Regions from separate parts of the Mus musculus genome. Here region 2 is linked to region 1. The links are chromatin contacts, called in public Hi-C maps. All regions are on one chromosome and are shown on one strand. The core of a region is the stretch at or near the end of the contact, and the rest is flanking DNA. Distances in the headings are between cores, read along the strand shown. Region 1 overlaps Ints6 (integrator complex subunit 6). Region 2 overlaps Wdfy2 (WD repeat and FYVE domain containing 2).

Region 1 (2,750 bases), core at 149-2,648:
GGTAACACTAAAGTTGTAGGACACAATACCAGGCTGTATATCATTCCTTTGTTTTTGATGTCTATCAGGTTCTTACCTTTAGTAATCCTTAGTCTGCTTCCTCTTTTCTTTTTCCATTGCCACTAGTTATTTAGTGCCGCAGCTCTTACTCCTGCCTGCTTGCCTTCCTGCTTTCCCACCTTTCTCTCTCCCTCCATTCCTTCCTCCTTCCTTCCTTCCCACCCTCCCTCCCTCCCTTCCCCCCTCTCTTCCTTTTTCCTTCATTGAGAGATCTCAGGCCTAACATATGCTAGACAAGTGTTTGTGCATTCTGTCTACAACAAACCATTTGTTTATTTTTATTTTTCAACTGTGTATGACTGTGTGGTTATGTGCACATGAGTACAGGTACCTGAGGAGGCCAGAAGAAGGTATTGGATCCCCTGCACTAGAGTTATGGGTGGTTATGAGCTGCATGATATGGGTGTTGGGAACTGATTTCAGGTCTTTTAGATGATCAGTGAGTACTCTTTTAACAGCTTAGCTATATGTCTGGCCCTCTTTTTCTTCTTTTAAATTTTATTTAGTTTTTGTATGAATGAATACACATGAGTGCCATGGTGCACGTGCAGAGGTTGTTTTGGAAATCAGGCTTGGTGGCAAGCATCTTTACTAGCACTCTTGCTGTCTTGGTTCTTTTCATGACTACCTTTAATCTGCCACATGTGGCAGAATGTCTCTAAAATATGCCATTTGTGTATATCATTCTGCTCACACTATTTCATTGCTTTCAGTTGTTCAGTAGAGTCCTCAGTGCTTTCACAGCTTAGCTAGTCACATTATTAATCCTTTCATTTTCATTGAGTCATATTTATTGAACAACTCATTGTCTAGATACACCAGAGTCTAAGATAGAATGGATGGCAAAGTGAACCGGAGTCCTGCTTTTGGGGTACTGGAGAAGATAGCAATTTTAAAAAATAATTAGGTAGATGAAAGTAAACTTGCATTCACCACTTATTCTCTCAAAATGGAGGGATATGAAGTGATATCTAGCTCAGGCTTTGAGGTACTGGGCTCCACCTCTAGTACTGTAAACAAATTAGGGTAGAGTAGGGAGGAATGTGCTATCAGGTCTTATAGTAACTATATTAGATCTAGTCAGAGGTCATGGGTTGTAATATGTGAAGAGAAGCCAGTGTGGTGGCTCAGCTCTGCAGTTCCAGGGCTTGAAGCTGAGGTAGGACTCCTGTGCCAGCTTAGGCTGCAGAATGAGGCTTTGTCTAAGAGAAGACCAGAAGAGAGTAAGGTTTATTATATAGAATATATAAATGAAGATCATATCAGGCAGGGGAGTCCTTTTCTCTAAAGGGTTTGTTTTGAGAATGAGGAACTGAAACAAGGCTAATGGCACTTGGAGCATTGACAAAAAAGGGGATTATAGTATATGGTGGAAAAGAAGTTTGGGCCTCATTGTGCAAGGAGCTTGAACCATGCTAAGTAATGATGGTGCTAATACAGAAGAATCAGGAGCTGGCAATGTAGCTCAGGGTTTGAGAGCCTGCCTAGCAGGAACAAGACAGGCAGATGTCATTCAGAGTTCTGTGCAGTGGTAAGGAAAGAAGAGAAGACGACAAGTAAGTGTTGAAAGACCAGGTAGGTGCTGCTGTTAATTTTAGCAATTTTCTCAAGTAGGTGGTATGGTAGTAAAAGAGATAATAAACCCCACATTTTAAAGAAATATTTAGGAAGTTAAATTAGTAAAATTCACTGTCATAAATTGTATTTAAGGCTTAAGGGGCAGTAAAATGGCTTCTAAAGAACTGTGTAGATGATGATAATGATGCCATTCATTTCCTGGCCTAGTGAATGTTGGAAAACTTACAGAAGAAGAGAAATCATGACTTTAGAATGCTTAGGTTTCAAGGTATCTTGGAATCATTTAGGAATGAATGTCAGATAGAGAATTTGGTATTCAGAGGAGAGAATTTGGCTGGGCATATTCAAGTGGAATATTATCTAAATTTAGATAGTAATTCAACCTGTGAGTAGGTTAGTTTGGGCCAAGTATAAACTGGCAAGGGCCTCTGATTATTAAGCCCTACAGATCTTTAACATTTTAAAGTTTTGATATTTGGGATTGAGGTTGAGCTGAGGCTAGAAGATATCTCTAGATTTCATGATGCCTGTAGTTATCAATTGATGCATAACATACCATTTTGAAACTTACTGGCTTAAAACAATTTATTATTTCTTTGGAGTATATGGCTGAGGTACCTGGTTTCTCTCCTGGAGCTTCTTTGTCTTCATCATTCAGCAATCTGGTTCAAATTTCTTTACATGGTTTGCATTTTCCACAAAGGAGGAATAAGCCTCTTTAGACTTAATCAGACTCAGTTCAGAATATTTTGGCTATACTATAGCAGTTGAGGAAGAATGGATAAGAATTAGTGCCGTTTGGGTAAGTGGAGTGGGAGATGAAGACAAGTACCTATTATTTTTTTATATTTTCTTTAAGCTTGACCTGAATTGTTCTGTGATTTCCCTGAAAGTTAAGCTGTTTCTTTGTCCCCTTACTAAAATTGTAACCATTTATTTGTAAGCAACTAGCTGAAGTCTACTTGGGGGTTATGGTAAATATTTGCTTTTATTCTTTCTCCTTTCTCCATCCCCTCTTCCTCTTCCTTCCCCTCTTCCTCACTTTTGTCTCTTTTTCTTCTTGGTTTCCTTTCTTTTCTCTATGGCTCTGCTTCTTTTGGAGGGAAGGTGCT
Region 2 (2,750 bases), core at 68-2,567, 220 kb before region 1:
GCACACCATTCTACCAGCAGGAAGATGACACTGGTTAATTGCACGTCTTTATTTGAGAATACTGTGATGTGTTTTTATATTTGAGTATTAGGTATAATTAGGGACAACATCAGAGGTAGAAATTTGGGACTTCAAGGTTCCAAATGCTTTATAAATCAATTATATTCTAAATGCTAGTATCCTTGTCCTATGTAGCTTTAACTGTCTACTTGACACAGCCTAGAACAGTGGTTCTCAACCTGTGAATCATGACCCTTTTGGGGTCAAATGACCCTTTCATAGGGGTAGCTTATCAGATATCCTGCGTATCAGATTATTTATATTATAATTCATAACAGTAGCAAGATTAGAGTTATTAAGTAGCAACAAAAATAATTTTATGGTTGGGGTCACCACAGCATGAGGAACTGTATTAAAGGGTCACAGCATTAGGAAGTTGAGAAACACTGGTCTAGAGTCATCTGAGAGGAGAGACACCTCAAGTGAAGGTTGTCTAGATTGAACTGGTGCGTGGGCATGTCAGTGGGGGAGTCTCTGGTTTGTTGAAGCAGGGGACCTAGCCCATGGTGGGTGACACTATCTCAGGACGACCTGACTAGAGATAGTGCTGACCATGAGTCAGTAAGCAAGCCAGCAAGCAAGCAAGCCAGCAAGCAGCCCTGCTCCATTGTTTCTGCTTCAGACTTATGCTTGGGTTCCTGCCCTGACTTCCTTCAATGATGGACTGTGACCTGAATCTAACCTAAATAAACACTTTCCTCTCATAAGTCAGTGTTTTAGCAACAGAGAGGAAACTAGCCACCCCTCACGTATGAAGAGGGGATGATGGAACCACTGGGATATTGTATGAGAATGGACTGGATCAATTACGTAGGACTACGCGGTAGGTGCTCTAGTGTGGCTACCTAATAGTATGACAGTTTCTTCTCCAGCAATCTCCTGACAAATCAAATTCCTCAAATACGGACACAGAAATAAATTTTCTATATAAAATGAACACATAGCCAACAAATACCTAGGAATGTCAGAAACACTCATTTTTCAATAATATTACTAAAAAATACTTGGAGAAGATTAAATAGCTTCATGTTTTTTGGACGCTGACACTTTAAAAGTGGCCATCTTGCTTTAATAAGGTCTTGTGCCTTGGAGGCATCTAGGAAAGTTTGCTAACTGTCCCAAAAGACTCTTAAGATCACAGAAAGTCCCTTTGCACTCATTGCTGTGGGTTTGCTAACCAGCCTCTCCCCCACTGCACTGCATTCTGCTTGCATACAGCCCTGTTCACGATTAACCTCAGTTCCCCCAGCAACGTGTGGTCAACCACATCCTCGCCCTTACCCACTCCGTCTTCCCCCTACAGCAGCCAAGCACAGGCCAGGGCAGGATGCAGTGCAAATGAATGAAAGTACAAAACAGTTCTCTAGCCCACAGCAAGCCTCACCTAAATCCCAGGTCCTTCCCGTCAGCGCGCTCATGGCTCACAGACTATCTTCCCCTAGAGTGGCTATTACTTCATAGACCAGAGACTCCGAGAGGCCAGAGCCTGGGCTTGTCCATGGTGTCCTCAGTATAAACAACCCGGCCTGGATTGCACAGATATTCAGTACGCATCGGCAGATGAGCCAGCAGCTGAATAACAGGGAGTGGAAATGAACGCCCTTGGCTGTCTTCCCAGCAGATGAGGCAGGGCCGAGACACCTTCCCTTGAGGAAGCAGTGTTGCTGACGTGAGGCCTTCACCCAGTTGACCCTTTCAGTATTAGATGCCAGGGAATATGAAGAGGCCTCTTCACTAGTGAAGCCACTACACTCAGGAAAACAAGGCAGTGACAGATTTTTTTTATTTCCTATAAAACGTGAAGATGAGCAGCTCAGATTCTTAAACTACAACAGATTTAGACCACTGTGGGCACTGTGAGAAAGAATGGCTTGAAAAGATTCATCAACAGAGACTCAGTGGATGATGGACTCTTCATGAAGCTAGGTAACTACAGAAACACTTCCCTGAACTATTGTATGCTTAACAGCGGAGGAAACTAGCAGGGATGCAGTCAGGGGCAGAACACCTGCCTAGCATGCACACAGCCCACAGAGCAAACTCTAGCAGTGCAAAACAAACACAAAACACCGCAAGGGTTAAAATGGTAAAATCTGTGTTACACAGATTTTTAAAAAGATTTATTTTTATTTATATAAGTACACTGTAGCTGTCTTCAGATACACCAGAAGAGGGCATCAGAACCCCTTACTGATGGTTTTGAGCCACCACGTGGTTGCTGGGAATTGAACTCAGGGCCTTGGAAGAGCAGTCAGTGCTCTTAACCCCTGAGCCATCTCTCCAGCCCATGTTACACATGTTTTATGAATATAATTGTTACTGGTGGAGTCATATCCTATACCATGCATGCATGTTGCATTATTGCTTACTTACTGGATTTACCTAAATGCTATCTGAATATTTACATTTGTTTATATTAAACTGAATATTATAAATTTGCTAAAATAAGCATTTTAATAGCTATCCATATTTTTTCATTTTTTTCATCTTTTACAATGTACGTGAGTACCTTCATGCAGGTGCCTGTGGGGGCCACAAGGGGGTGCCAGATTCCTGAAGATGAAGTTACAGGTGTCATAGGCCTCTTACTGCGAGTGCTGAGATTCCAGCTCTAGTCCTCTTCGAGAGCAGCAGGCTTAGCTGCTGTGTAGACATCTCTCTGGCCTTTCTTTACTATTATTATTATTTTT

What was found. A called contact is a pair of places that touch in the nucleus more often than the background predicts.
Region 2: a contact with region 1 is called in a Hi-C map of bone marrow-derived macrophages, with 26 read pairs. The contact joins two enhancer-like sites. A contact is called at or near these places in 1 of 15 datasets of contacts at CTCF or cohesin (pro-B cells), 12 of 484 Hi-C or Micro-C datasets (the AML12 cell line, the HPC-5 cell line, bone marrow-derived macrophages and 5 more), 1 of 115 datasets of contacts at active chromatin or transcription factors (effector CD8 T cells) and 2 of 9 other capture datasets (adipose tissue and liver).

What each region holds. Positions count from the first base shown.
Region 1 is chr14:62,723,414-62,726,163 of GRCm38.p6, reverse strand. All of the region lies in intron 4 of Ints6 (integrator complex subunit 6), which reads left to right. Among named protein-coding and RNA genes, the nearest start is that of 4931440J10Rik, 36 kb to the left of the region's middle. Within about 2 kb of position 1,398, at least 6 of the 459 cell types and tissues checked have an H3K27ac peak or open chromatin away from gene starts, as enhancers often do. A contact at or near this core is called in bone marrow-derived macrophages, where this site is marked.
Region 2 is chr14:62,939,473-62,942,222 of GRCm38.p6, reverse strand. All of the region lies in intron 6 of Wdfy2 (WD repeat and FYVE domain containing 2), which reads right to left. Among named protein-coding and RNA genes, the nearest start is that of Defb48, 44 kb to the left of the region's middle. Within about 2 kb of position 1,317, at least 152 of the 459 cell types and tissues checked have an H3K27ac peak or open chromatin away from gene starts, as enhancers often do. A contact at or near this core is called in bone marrow-derived macrophages, where this site is marked.